Linked DNA regions of Mus musculus: region 2 is linked to region 1. Evidence: chromatin contacts called from public promoter capture Hi-C data. All regions are on one chromosome and are shown on one strand. The core of a region is the stretch at or near the end of the contact, and the rest is flanking DNA. Distances in the headings are between cores, read along the strand shown. Region 1 holds the start of Atoh1 (atonal bHLH transcription factor 1). Region 2 holds the start of Qrfprl (pyroglutamylated RFamide peptide receptor like).

Region 1 (7,543 bases), core at 1,839-4,338:
GCAATCTGTGAAGTTTTCCTTATACTAAGGTGATGACAGAGTAGGATACAAGAACTAGCAAATTAGCACCCCTTATTTTGTGGGGGTACCCTCATTTCTTACAACAAAGAAGACAATGAATTTGCGTATAGCCCACCCCTCAAATTCAGAGAGTATTCTGGACACTCGAGTTTCACGAATACTACAACACCTAAATTAGCCAATCAAATGCATTGTAAAAGTTCCGATTTCTACTCTCTACACATTCTGCATTAGCTCTCCTATGACCTCTGATCTTGAGATCCCAGAATAGATTCCTACCCCGTATAGACACCTGGGATGAGTGTAATAGCTCACTTAAGTGTCTGCAGCTGACTTAGAAGGTACTTGACTGGTTTGTTCTGGGGGAAAAAAATTAAAGGCAAATACTAGCTTTGTGTTGGAAGAAGTTGAGTTTGAAAAGAAAAAAAAAAACTTCAATGGCAGTCAGCATTAGTAGAGGCTTCTAGCTTCTTAGTGTTGAAACAATGGTTGCCAATCTATCTTTTCCATCAAGTTCTTTTCCATTGTCCGCTTCCCTTTTTGTAGCGATCTCTTCCCCTGGAGATCATGAGCTGTCCTGTGTACCTGAAAAGTTTTCAGCTATCTTTTTTTTTTTTTTTTTTTTTTTTTTTTTTTTTTTTTTGTGGATGTAAATAGGTAATCTCAGTGATATTAACCAGCATGGACCAGAGCCATGGAGACAGAGGGCACTGGCTTCTCTTGGAGTTTGTTGACTCTAGAAGAAGGGACACTGAATGATCCTGGCCACCCAAGGGCAAACCATGATGCAAAGCTGGGTACATTTAATCTCACAATTTATCGTGTAGCCGATGTTACTGTAGGATACTAGATTTGCAACATTCTTTAAAACAGCAAATCACATCATTTCTACCACTTACAACTTATTTTTAATGCTTTACTGGACTAGAACACGTGACAACGAAAAGGTTTTTTTTTTCCGAGTTTATTTTATCATTTGTAAAAGAGCATACATACATAAAGCAATGGCAACTGGATTTGCTAAATCAAAATAAAACGATCTCGAGTAGAAAATGTAAAAAAAAGGCAATTAAGTAGAAATGGGTCCAAATACGCAATAATAAATAACTTTTCTAATGTTAACAAAGCAAAATAAAATTGACCAAATGCCTTTGACACTACATGTTTTTTTTTAATTTTCATTTGCAAAAACAAACATTTGCAAAGAGTTTAATGATTATGAGTGGCTGTTTTTAAAATCAAAAGTTGCTCTGCATTGGCAGTTGAGTTTCTTCAAGGCGGCGCAGCGGCCAGTGATGAAGTGCGTGTATTCTGGGTCCGCTAGACACACTGCTGGACACACTTGGTGTCTAAGCTCTACAGATACTCTTATCTGCCCCTGCATTTTAACAACACAATAGTCCGTGTTCAGTAAAGTACCCAATGCGGGTCTCAAGCAGTTGGGGAAACAACTTCATTGACTAACTCCCTTATTTGTGAGTGAGCGCAACACGCAAGGATGAACTCCCAAGGTATAAAATAAGTGAAACCCAGACCAGAGGCAGAGATACGACATTTTAGCAGCATATTGGCAGCATGGACCATGAAACGATGCCACGTAAAGGTACATATAATGATACAGTATCTACATACAGAGGAAGGAGAAGGTAGGAGGAAGGGGATTGGAAGAGCTGCAGCCGTCCGAAGTCAAGTCGTTGCTAACAACGATCACCACAGACCAAAAATTAAAGGGTGCAGGGATATTTGTCACGGGGCTTCCCGCGCGCTAGGAAGGGCATTTGGTTGTCTCAGTTTTCAGGGAGCTGTTGCCTTCCTAACTGGCCTCATCAGAGTCACTGTAATGAGAGTGGGGGGAAAACTCTCCGTCACTTCTGTGGGATCTGGGAGATGTTTTGCTGTTGTCCTCCTGTACAGGCTGCAGGATGCCCCCGGGCAGCGAAGGCGACAGGTCCTTCTGTGCCATCATCGCTGTTAGGGCCCTGTCCTCGAAGGCTGGGAAGTGCAAAGCGTCCAGCTGCACCGAGTAACCCCCAGAGGAAGCTGGGCCTGAGAAGCGAGTCCGGCAAGGCCCGGGCGGGGTAGGTCTCGGGCCCCCTCCCGGGGCTGGCTGAGCCCCAGCTACCGCAGAGGCGCCCGCACCTCCTTCATAGGAGGAGGCGGTGCGAAGGTGATGGTGGTCATTTTTGCAGGAAGCTGTGGGCGGCGGCGGTTGCTCTCCGACATTGGGAGTCTGCAGCAACTCCGACAGAGCGTTGATGTAGATCTGGGCCATCTGTAGGGTCTCATATTTGGACAGCTTCTTGTCGTTGTTGAAGGACGGGATAACGTTGCGCAGCTGGTCGAAGGCGTGGTTCAGCCCGTGCATCCTGCGCCGTTCCCTTGCGTTTGCTGCCAGCCTCCTTTGCTTCTGTACCCCATTCACCTGTTTGCTGGAAGGGGCTCGCTGGCGGCTGCAGCCAAGCTCGTCCACTACAACCCCACCCTTCAGCTTGCACAGCTGTTCCCGTACTTTGACGGGCCCGGGGCTCTTGCTGAGGCCGCCACAGCCGCTTCTCCTTACCAGCTCACCCTGGCTGTCAGCCTCGTCCCGGGGCGCCGCGGCCTCGGAGGCACCCAGCTCGGGAGAATGCAGCAGATACTGGGCGGCGCGTGCCGTGCAGAGGCCCTGCAAAGTGGGAGTCAGCCAGGCGCGTGGGTCGGTGCTATCCAGGAGGGACAGTTCTGCCGGGTAGACGGGAAGGTCTCTCGCCTGCAGGGTAGCAGGTGGCTGTGGCGTCAGCGGCGGGACGTGGTGCGGCTGGGGATGGCGATGGTGGTCCCCCAACTCTTTTACCTCAGCCCACTCTTCTGCATGCAGCAGGCGGGACATCGCACTGCAATGGCTCGGAGGTGCCGTGTTAGAGGAGGTGCTGGCAACCCAGTTCAACGAAGGGGATAAGCCCCGAACAACAACAACAAAAACCTTCCTAGTCTCTTCTGCAAGGTCTGATTTTTTTTCCTTCCTCCTCTGACCCTCCCCCTCTCACTCGGAGATCGCACACCAGGTCGCGTGCAACGAAGCTTCTCCGGTTGCTGAAGGCGCTGCGCCCCTTTAAAAAGCGGCACGCGCCAGTGTATCTCCCCCGGCTCCCCTCCCAGCCCCCTCCTTGCGCCAGTCGCGTGTCTGCCCAGTCAAAGAAGGGGGCGGGCAGGCGCGTGCGAGGAGCCAATCAAAGAGTTTTTACACCCAGTGAAAAGTTACTGTGTGCCGAGGAGTTCAGCTCTGGCTCTGGAAAAAAAAAAAAAAAGAAAAAAAAATTCCCCCTTGTCCCTCTAGTCAGTTCTGGAAATTCATATGTTAATTGTGGGGCTGTAATTCGACTCCTGAGGGTGTCACCTCCCAGGCGACCTGAGTGAGGGGAATGGGGGGTGGGAGGGGAGAAGAAGCGGGCTCCCGGCTGGTGTCCTAGCGGCCCCAGCTCAGATGAGACCCAGGGTAGGCGGCTCCCGGCCAAGCTGGACGCGCCTAGAGCCTTCGGGGCACCAACTGGAGTAGCCCGCCTGGCCTGAGATCCCTCCAAGCCTGGATCACAGCTCTCAAGAAACTCGTAAAATCGCCCATGTGCAATGTGACAGAAATACATATAGAGAGGTGTGTATATAGCTCTTACCTATTGCACATTTAATTTGTAGAAGTGTTAAGTGGCGTCTAATCAAAAATCAGAACAAGGTGAAAACCATTCGCTTCTGGGAACGTATTTCTTAATTTTGACTTTGTCTGCATCTCTTGGTCCACATAGTACTTGGATTTTTTTTCATGTAGTCTTTTTTTTTTTTAATGGAAAGTAAAGCTGCGGTATAGTTATGACATACCAAAATCGGGATTGCCCCAGGAGCCTTTGAGCGTGTTTCTTAGAGCCCGTTAGGGTCTCAGTCTGCAAAAGCCCTTCGCGGAGGATATCGCGCTACGCTGAGCTATCGCAAGGGATCATGCAAACAGTTTCAAAACTCACAGCGTAGGACTCATAAACGCAGAGCCACAGGAGGCTGCCGGAATTAGTGCAAAAGGTCTTTGGGTTCTTTGTGATTCTGGGCATTTTGAAACTGCTGCCTCGGGAGGCCCCGGTTTACTAGTGCGCGTGGCTTCTTGCGCAAACGCCCAGAAACCACAGTCAAACCCACCTGTCCCGCTCTGTTTAGTTAGGGTGTTCACTCCCTCTATAAACCGCTCCCCTCCTACCTCTTTAGCCCTCCGCCTGGTAGTTTACCACAAAGAGCCAATCAGAAACTTCCTGGCTCGGGACACGCCCCAGCTTGCTCCTAGTGCTCTCCAGTTTGGGCTTTCTTCGTCCCTGGGGCACCAGAGTGGGTGGCAACTGTGGCTGGTGCTTTCGATTTTCAGGGTGGTTGCTACTCTAGGAGGACTTTCGTCTTCCGGCAGATGGTACCGCAGAAAGCTCCCTGGAACCTGTCTTTGCAGGGTCCAGTGCCGTTGAAATGTTCCGCTAGCAGGGACCTGATCCAACCTGCCATCTGGAGCTCCTTGTGCGAAGGATTTCAGCGGCTGGAGTAAACTAGTGTTTATATCTCACAAGATAGAGAAGGACAGAAGAGAGTTCAAAGTTATCGTCAGACTTCACCTGTTTCTCTATTTCCAGTGTGCCCATTTGCTACTGTATAAAGAACAGTTCCGGGCCTTCCAATGCTGACAGAAAGATCAGAGGAGCCCTTTTCTTAAAGAGTGTAAGCTCTGCAGAAATAAATACTCTAACAATAGATGGGGTGGGGGGTAGACAGGTAAATCAGGAAGTACCCTCCAAACCTAAAAGACAACCATCGACAACAATAAAGGAAAAGGTAATAATGCCTTTATTTGGCGGGTACAGCATTCTTCTGTATTTTTGGAGACTGGTCTGGGTACTGTTGAAATCAACCAACACTGTACCTAGCTTTACTAACTGTCAAGTACAATCTGAAAAGCAAGACTTTCCAGTAACCGAGGGACCCAACATCATCAATTGTGTATGAAAGACAACGTGAGAGCCTGGAAAGGTTAGGTAGCCATGACGGCTTTGTTCTTCATTTGGTGACTCTCTGACCTGTTAGCTGAAAGGTAGAAGTTTTTCCACAAGATGTCAGTACTAAATGTGCAGGGCGCTCAAATTTTCCTGGGATTTCTATCCTCCAGGTATTTTATTTGCATTTTAAATTTAACCACAAAACTTCCAAATACTTGTTTTTCTTTATGCTCAGAAAAACTCAAGGAATATAGACAAATGTTTGTGCAACACTTTTCATGCCACTGGTCTTAATTTATCAGATTTACACAACACTCACTAATGTAATTTCTTTTTAAAGAGCACATCTCAATTATTTTGTAAAGAAATGGATTATTTTAGGACTTCTAGGGACTGTATGTACATTTCTGTGATTAGTGGTATGATATTTCTCTGGTTTTGACTATGGATCTGTTTCTCTTCCCTTTCCCCTTCTCCTTTCCATTAGCTGAGTAACATAGGCCAGAGCGTGTCCATGGGATTGCAGCCTGCTTAGTGTGAACAGAGTGTCCCCGGGGAAGGTTTGGATTGGGGTGTCAGAACACAGAGTGGAGTGAATATTTATGGGTGCTGGCTGGTAGAATAGCAGCTCAGCTTGAAGCCTTTGCTCTGTGAGGATACCAAATTACTTACAAAAATTAGATAGAGAAATAAATTCTTGAGAAAAAAAAATCAGAGATCTAGTTATAAATTTATAAATTTACACAGAGCTTGGGTTAAAATTTCAGATTTTTATTTGAATTTAAAGTTTTGAATACACATGGGTAAGTGACATATAAATAGATACAGATAAGCGTGTGATTTAAACACCTAAATGTATTTATTTTTTTATTAATTTATTACGTATTTTCCTCAATTACATTTCCAATGCTATCCCAAAAGTCTACCATACCCTCCCCCGCAATTCCCTACCCACCCATTCCCATTTTTTTGGCCCTGGCGTTCCCCTGTACTGGGGCATATAAAGTTTGTGTGTCCAATGGGCCTCCCTTTCCAGTGGTGGCCAACTAGGCCATCTTTTGATACTTACGCAGCTAGAGTCAAGAGCTCCGGGGTACTGATTAGTTCATATTGTTGTTCCACCTATGGCCTTGCAGAACCCTTTAGCTCCTTGGGTACTTTCTCTAGCTCCTCCATTGGGAGCCCTGTGATCCATCTAATAGCTGACTGTGAGCATCCACTTCTGTGTTTGCTAGGCCCCGGCAGAGTCTCACAAGAGACAGCTATATCTGGGTCCTTTCAGCAAAATCTTGCTAGTGTATGCAATGGTGTCAGCGTTTGGAAGCTGATTATGGGGTGGATCCCTGGATATGGCAGTCTCTAGATGGTCTATTCTTTTGTCTCAGCTCCAAACTTTGTCTCTGTAACTCCTTCCATGGGTGTTTTGTTCCCGCTTCTAAGGAGGGGCATAGTGTCCACACTTTGGTCTTTGTTCTTCTAGAGTTTCAAGCGTTTAGCAAATTGTATCTTATATCTTGGGTAGCCTAAGTTTTGGGCTAATATCCACTTATCAGTGAGTATATATTGTGTGAGTTCCTTTGTGATTGGGTTACCTCACTCAGGATGATGCCCTCCAGGTCCATCCATTTGCCTAGGAATTTCATAAATTCATTCTTTTTTTATTGCGTATTTTCCTCAATTACATTTCCAATGCTATCCCAAAAGTCCACCATACCCTTCCCCCCCTACTTCCCTAACCACCCATTCCCATTTTTTTGGCCCTGGCGTTCCCCTGTACTGGGGCATATAAAGTTTGTGTGTCCAATGGGCCTCTCTTTCCAGTGATGGCCAACTAGGCCATCTTTTGATACTTACGCAGCTAGAGTCAAGAGCTCCGGGGTACTGATTAGTTCATATTGTTGTTCCACCTATGGCCTTGCAGAACCCTTTAGCTCCTTGGGTACTTTCTCTAGCTCCTCCATTGGGAGCCCTGTGATCCATCTAATAGCTGACTGTGAGCATCCACTTCTGTGTTTGCAAGGCCCCGGCGCCCCGGCCTCGTCTCATAAGAGACAGATACATCTGGGTCCTTTCGATAAAATCTTGTTAGTGTATGCAATGGTGTCAGCGTTTGGATGCTGATTATGGGGTGGATCCCTGGATAAGGCAGTCTCTACATGGTCCATCCTTTCATCTCAGCTCCAAACTTTGTCTCTGTAACTCCTTCCAAGGGTGTTTTGTTCCCACTTCTAAGGAGGGGTATAGTGTCCACACTTCAGTCTTCATTTTTCTTGAGTTTCATGTGTTTAGGAAATTGTATCTTATATCTTGGGTATCCTAGGTTTTGGGCTAATATCCACTTATCAGTGAGTACATATTGTGTGAGTTCCTTTGTGAATGTGTTACCTCACTCAGGATGATGCCCTCCAGGTCCATCCATTTGGCTAGGAATTTCATAAATTCATTCTTTTTAATAGCTGAGTAGTACTCCATTGTGTAGATGTACCACATTTTCTGTATCCATTCCTCTGTTGAGGGGCATCTGG
Region 2 (7,543 bases), core at 2,357-4,856, 650 kb before region 1:
ATAAAGCTTTGCCGCAGAAGATTCTGGTCTGTGGTGTTCTTCCTGGCCGGTCGTGAGAACGCGTCTAATAACAAAGAAAAATGCTTCTAACAGACTGCCTGCTGGCAATCTACAGGGCATTTTCTTGATTAAAGACTATTTGAGGGCTCAACCCATTGGGGGCTGTGCCACCCCTGCAAAGATGTTCTTAGGTTGTATAAGCAAGTAGAAAGGGCAACCCTACAAGGAAGAAACAGTGTTTCTCTCTGCCCACTGCTTCAGTTCCTTCCTCCAAGCTCTGGCCTTGAGTTCTTGACCCAACTCCTCTTTATGGTAGACAGAGACCCGGATATGTAAGACAGATAAACCCTTTCCTCTCCGAGTTGCTTTTGGTTAGTGTTTTATCCCAGCAATGGAAAGCAAACTAGGACAGGAGAGAAGTAAACTAGAAGGAAAGGCAGTCATCCACAGACCACCACTGTCAACACTGTTTAGTTGAGAGAATGCATGCATGTAGAGCTTATAGGCTATGTGTGACCAAGGCTAGACAGCTGCTTTATTTTACGCAATTGTATCTCACTCTTTACATCTGAGTTAGATGCCAGTATCGTTTGTAAAAATGTGTTCATGGTTTCTCTTAGGAAAAGAAAGGGGAAATAATTTGGAAATAGTGGCCACACCAGAAAATGTGACAGCCTTGCCCACAGCTCTGGAGTAAGCTACATTGCCCATCTAGGAGGCAGCCTCCCTCCTGCCATTGTCTGGCCCACCTTATGCCTGGAGGCATCTCAGAGGTATTTATATTTTACACTTTTATGTAACATTTTTTCTCCCCATTACAGTAGCTTTCTTTTCTTATTTCCTACCAATTCCCACGTACCAGCTGTGTATTTCTGAGACACCTTATACAGTGCTCTTAAAACATCAGACCTTTCTCTCTCCAAACTGTGGATGAACCCATTCTCCTCTGTGGAAAACGATCTGAATCATCCTTCAAGACACAGTTCAAACAACATAGCCTCAGAAAGCTTTCCCAACTCCCCTATGGTCCGAGAGCAAACTGAATCTTTTTCTAAATATTAACTACTGTCCTGGCTCACTTGGACTCCATTCTATTCTCCGAGGCCCTGCAAGGGACTATATAAGCTTATTTGTTTTTATAATCGCAAGGAAAAATCCTTTGCCATATAGCAGATTCTTAATCATTTTATCAAATGAATAAATTAAGAATTAGTTTTTAGGTCTCATTAATTTGGGTTAACCTGTGTTAATTTATCAAAGAAGTTCTGCAATACTCTCCTAACCTATAACATACAAGTTACTTCTCTTTCGTATCCTTAGCCAGTCCCTCTGTAGTCCATTTCTCCTCCTCTAAAGTTTTGTTGTTGGTCACTCAATATATGGAATATTATTTATTCCATAAGTCTTGTCCTAGATAAGTAAGAAGAGGCTATCTATAGTACTTCTAATACCTTGTACTTCCATGATACGACAACTTTTTTGGCTTATTTCTGGGTTTTGAGACAGCTTCACCTGCTGCCCAGGCTGGCCAGAAACATAAAATTCTTCTGCCTCTCTACCCATCTCAGTCCTGGAATTAGACGTGTGTTCTACTGAACTGGGGATAATCATGTTTTACAAACTACTTTTTCAGACACACTTTATTTTTACACCATCTCCATAAAATATAAGAATAACATATGACCCTCAGTGAATAGTTGGAAGCTACAGTGACACATCTTTCCCAGAGTGGGGGGGGGGGGGAAGCAGAAAGCTTGAGAGACTCCTCAGACTCCCCTCTCAGGGAAGATCTGTGACCTTCCTGAGTATCGTCCCTTAACCTGACTTGGAACAGAAGGTCTGTCTCACTCCTTCTTGCAAAGTTCTCCAAATTGTAACATGGTATTTAAAAATCGGGGCCCAGACATGTTCAACTAGCCCCACGTTAGAGCAAAGTAGTGAACCTGGTCTTTCCATAGCCAGCAGAGAACCTCAATTCTTGTGGTCAGTGTCACAGTGATGATGTAACCACCTCAGCAGAGCAAATATGTTTCTAAGTACATACAGGAAAAGTAGTAGTAACTCTATGACTTCTCCTCAAAAATGTAATATTTGATAATCCAAAACCCTCCATTGATGAACTTAGCTGTCTCAGGTAAATCTAGAATGCCCAAATGCAATTATTTTATCAGAGAAGATAAAACATTTCTAACCTATAATCTATTTACAGTGATCTATATACCCTGGGTCACTTTCAAGCCAAACCTATGTACTCAATATTTGATGGATTTTTTTTTTTTTAGGAAATATATCAGATGAAATGACAGCAATTTACTATCCTTATCCCCAACAATTAATGCAACTCAAGTTCATGAAAAACCGCAACACTGAAGGTATTCGCTGGTAATCCCCTAGTGGTAGGAGGTAAGGAGTGATGAAAGAGCCTCCAGTAGTTTAAATAAATTAGCCTTAGGGACAGAAATGGCAGGGTAAGAAGGCATAATGATCCATTTCTCATGCATTTACAACCACTTTCTAAGAATTTCAATGTACCCACAGGATACAGCACTCTAGAAAGCAGGGGTAGAATTGCTATTTCCTGCCTAAGTTGCCCTGGAAGCAGTGGGAGATCATTATCAGTGATCTCGAGGCCCCTGGAACCCAGCGTCCACCTTTCTTCTGTTCCACCCACTGCCTCTCTCATTGCCTCCAGTCTCTGATTTCTTTGCCAGTCCTACCCCTTGTTCTAATGAAGAGCAATTTCACCTGTCCTTTAGAAATGAAGAGGGGACATGTTTACTTAATATTACTAAACCAACACATTTTTGCTCAGTGTCTACTTGTTGTGAAAGGTTTTAAGTCTGTGTGTTATTAGTTAATACATGCAAAACCTTGTCTGGAAGCCACATATATAACTGGGAAGGAAACCTGGAAGTTGGGGGAAAGAAGAGAAAAAAAAATGACCTTTGAAATGTTTTATTATTTGAAAGATTATTCTAAAATTGCAATGGTTTATTTTAAACAGCGTGTGGGGGAACAGCATGTAATTACGGTGAGGGGCTGAAATGAATGAAGAATCATGCTGCTGTGGACTGTACTTAAATCTTACCACAATCAATATATCTATGGGACAAGGAGGGATGCTGGCCCCAAGCAGAAAATAAAACAAAGAAACAAACGCCCCCTCAGCAAGTAAGCCCTGCTGAGAAGTTCCAAAAATTCAGGGGTTCTCTTGATGGAGAAAACAAAAGGCGACCAGAAAGGAAAATGCCTAGCGGGGACCTCCTTACCCCCCAGCCAGGTGTCCGAGACGTTCTGGAGCATGGTGACCGGGATGCAGAAGAAGACGATGAGCAGGTCGCTGAGTGCCAGGGAGCAGATGAAGATGTTGGTGACGGTGCGCATGGCCTTGCTGCGGGTCACCACATAGACTACCAGGGCGTTGCCGAAGAGCGCCAGGGCAAAGATGAGCATGCCGACCAGCAGGAGGGCCAGCCTGGCGCGCGCGGGAAGCTGCGGGGTGAGCACCAGTGGCCGCAGCCCATAGTGCGCGATGAACTGAGCGCGCGTCAGGTTGTGCAGCCGAAGCAGCGCCGAGAGCTGCTCCGCGGTCAAGTTCCACGACATGCCGGGCTCGGGAGGCGTCTCGTCCGCGCGTGGGGCAGTCGAGGACCGGGAGGTATAGGAGAGAAGCCAGAAGCCGTGCCGCCGTGCCGTGCCGTGCCGTGCCCTGCCGTGCCGTGCGAGCGGCGCGAGAGAGTCTAGCAGTGACCAGAGCAAAGTCAGAGCCGCCAAACTGTTTGCAGTTCTAAGAAAGTTCCCAGCCAGGCGCTGCGGTCCTCAGAAACCTCGCAGCGCCACGCGAGGCTCAGTGTCCAGTTTTCTGGACCTTAGTGGAGCTGAACCCCGCCCCTCCGCGCACTTCCCAGCCCCTGGAGAGCCGCCTCCTGCAGCAAAGCACCTAACAAGGAGTGCCCTGCCTTGCTGGAACCACCCAAAGCCATGCCCCAGCCCAGGTTGATGATACTAAAACAAAAACTGTTGTTGAGGTTTGGAAAGCCTCTTGGTTCTCCTCTTGTAAAATCATGTATGGGCCACAACTACCCATGGCAAAGTGGAGTTCAAGTCTTTTCAGCTTTGAAATAATAATTACAGAAGAGAAGTTGCAGTCATAAAAAGAGGGTTCCAGGCATACTCTGACTTTCTCCGTTTTGTCATAACTGTGTATGACAAAGTACAAACCTAAAAATTGACATAGATAGAGAGAGAGAGAGAGAGAGAGAGAGAGAGAGAGAGAGAGTGTGTGTGTGTGTGTGTGTGTAACAAAATCAAGATACAAAACTCCATCACCGCCCAGATCTCACTCTGGGACATTTTCATGACCATGACCGCGCTCCTCCGTTCATGACCTCTAACCTCTAGCAGTCTCTGCACATCTGTCAAGAGTATAATAATATAAACAGAATCAGAATCTATATACTTTGTGTGTATGTGATCTCCTCCACCTTGACACAATATGCTGTAAACCTATCCAGGTTGTGAGATGTTTTGTAAATCTAACCAGGTTGTGAAGTGTATTGTCAATCTGTCCAAGTTGTGGGGTGTATTGCTGACATATACTAGTTTATTTCACTATTCCTTCCTTGTAAAACAGTTGGGGTGTCTCCAGCTTTGGGCTATAAAACTGCTATGAAGAAACATGGACTGGTTTCTGTATGGCTATAGTTTGCACTTTAATTATGGGAAGCATCAAGAAGTTTGTCTAGTCTGTGATGTTCTAGTTAGTTGTTTTGTTTTGTTTTTGTTTTGTTTAAACATCTTAGTACAAGGCAGAGTTTCTTATCAGCTTAGCACAAGAGAAGAGGAAACCACATTTGAGAAAATGCCTATAGGCAAGTCTGGGGAGTATTTTCTTGGTTAAAGACTAATGTGGGAGAGCCCGGATCTGGGTAGGCAGTGCCAACCCAGACAGGTGATTCTGGACGATATAGGAAATCAGGCTGAGCAAGCCATGAAAGAGCAAGCCAGTAAGCGGCACTGCTTCAAGCCCTTGTACCAGTGTCTGTCTTCAGGCTTCTGCCTTGAGTTCCTGCCATGGCTTCCCTCACTGATGGGGTATGACTTGAGAATTGTAAGCGAAATAGAAAGCCCTTTCTCCTCAAGCTGCTTTTGGCCCTGATGTCTTATAGCTACTGGGGTGATTCTGGACCACTGAAAAAGTATTGCTACTTGTGCTCTAGCCTCATAAAAAGAAGCTAAAAAGCTCTAGGAGCCCTATAGTTTAAAATAAAACTCTAATGCTATTGTAACACATGAGTGCTGGGGGGGGGGGGATTCTAAAATCATTTAGAAAATGGCCCAAAGTTGGAGAAGATACAACCTGGATTGCCATGAAAACTTAAAAATTTAGTCCAAACCTTTTCAATAGACAAATTTGGTGACTAGACTGCTATTCTAGTCCCCAACCTCACGTGCAATATTTGGACAGGTTGCTCATCCAGAAGATAAAGAGTTCCTGGCTGCATTGCTGACTAGAGACCCAAGGATGTTTCTGACAGTGCTGCTTTTGGGTCCCTACGCTAACTGCCTGTCTGGCAGCTATGTCCTGTTCTCAGCCTTCTCCTCTCTGACCTTGACTCCCATTTAAGAACGTGGAATGCTGATTTTTCTGGCTTTTTAAAGCTGAGTAGAGTAAGTTAGGAGAAGGACTGAAGGAACTGAAGGGGATAACAACCCCATACGAAGAACCATATCAACTAACTCCCAATGACTAAACCACCAAAGAGTATACGTGGGCTCCAGCTACATATGTAGCAGAGGACTGACTTATCTGGCATCAGTGGGAGGGGAGGCATTTGGTCCTGTGGAGGCTTGATGCCCCCAGAGAAGGGGGATGCTAGAGGGTAAGGCAGGAGTGGGTGGGTAGGTGGAGGAACACCCACTTAGAGGCAAAGGTGAGATTAATGGGTTGAAGGCTTCATGGAGGGGAGACTGGGAGGGAGACAACATTTGATATGTAAGCAAATAAAATAATTAATTTTTTAAAAAGAAAAGAAGTTGAGTGGAGTAGCTGAGTATTGAAGTCAGGGTACCCCTCCAATGGGTAGAGGACCCAAAAGTGTATCAATAGTTGCATTATGTTATTTATACATAACTCACCACACTCTGCTGATATCAGGATACCACTTTGAGCCAAGCATAAAAATTTCACTTTTTATCTCCCTTTAGCTTTCTTCAATATAACTGTCTGTACTGGCTAGTTTTGTGTCAACTTGACACAGCTGGAGTTACCACAGAGAAAGGAGCTTCAGTTGAGGAAATGCCTCCATGAGATCCAGCTGTAAGGCATCTTCTCAATTAGTGATCAAGGGGGAAAGGCCCCTTGTGGGTGGGACCATCTCTGGGCTGGTAGTCTTGGGTTTTATAAGAGAGCAGGCTGAGTAAGCCAGGAGAGGCAAGCCAGTAAAGAACATTCCTCCATGACCTCTGCATCAGCTCCTGCTCCCTGACCTGCTTGAGTTCCAGTCCTGACTTCCTTTGGTGATGAAAAGCAGCATGGAAGTGTAAGCCGAATAAACCCTTTCCTCCCCAACTGCTTCTTGGTCATGATGTTTGTGCAGGAATAGAAACCCTGACTAAGACACTGTCTTAAAGATTTCTTCTACAGTCATTTAGAATGACCTGTTATTCTAGTAATTTTATCTTCACCTGTTTAAAAAAGTCAAGATCATTAAGAGGAAATGGAAAATCTATTCAATTTACTCTCACTCTTCTTATTTCTTCTGTTCCTTATTATTATGACAGGATATCCTTTTGAATAATTCTTTTCCTTTTAAAATTCACACACACAGAAACATATGCATGCACACATGTACACATGCAGACCCACAATGCACATGCATGCATACATACATGCACACACTCACAAACACACACAACTAAGAAGTTTGAGGACAGCTTTCAAGAATCTGTTCTCTAAGTCCACCTTATGGAATCTGAGGATCAGACTTGGGTCATTGGGCCATTTACTTCTTCCCACTTAGCCCTAGATAATTCTTTTTCTTATTATTTCCTTTGTGCTTAGGAGACATTGTCTTGTTGTCTATTTTAAGGATGCTAGAATCAACATCTCATTGTTTTTCTTTAGTAAAGAATGCTTCAATTTCCCCCTTTGTTTGTGAAGGACATTTTCTGTGATGTCTGGATTGGAAGATTTTTTTATTTTTTTCCCAGCATTTGAGAAAGACTTTCTTACTTCGGTCTGTTTTCTGTGATCTGTATGTTTCTTCCTGCAGGTGTGATGTCTTCTCTTGGTATTATTTTAAGACTTTATTGTCCTTGTCTTTCATAAGTTTTGCTGGTATTACCAGCATAAATCAAAACCTGTGCCCCCAAAAGCCAGGTTCAAGCATCCATCCTATTTAAATTAATTAAATGAGCCAAACAATAGCAAAAAGCAGAAAATGGAGAATTATTCAATGGCATTCAATTGTGAAGAAGGAAAATGAAGCCCCAGTCTGTGATCAGGATCCTGATGAGATGTTGAAGACAGAGTAATGCATAA

The links. Promoter capture Hi-C pulls out the DNA fragments that hold promoters and counts their contacts.
Region 2: a promoter capture Hi-C map of embryonic stem cells shows a contact between it and region 1, with 3 times the contacts expected there. The contact joins the promoter of Qrfprl here to the promoter of Atoh1 in region 1. A contact is called at or near these places in 4 of 39 promoter capture datasets (embryonic stem cells and stem cell-derived epiblast-like cells) and 1 of 115 datasets of contacts at active chromatin or transcription factors (embryonic stem cells).

What each region holds. Positions count from the first base shown.
Region 1 is chr6:64,724,670-64,732,212 of GRCm38.p6, reverse strand. Atoh1 (atonal bHLH transcription factor 1) reads right to left here and starts at 3,088. Exons shown (of 1, transcript NM_007500.5): 1 at 968-3,088. The coding sequence starts at 2,890. The coding sequence ends at 1,835. Gm35851 (a long non-coding RNA gene) reads left to right here and starts at 3,352. Exons shown (of 3, transcript XR_377731.4): 1 at 3,352-3,652.
Region 2 is chr6:65,377,357-65,384,899 of GRCm38.p6, reverse strand. It overlaps Qrfprl (pyroglutamylated RFamide peptide receptor like), which reads right to left and starts at 3,606. Exons shown (of 6, transcript NM_175524.4): 1 at 3,270-3,606. The coding sequence starts at 3,606.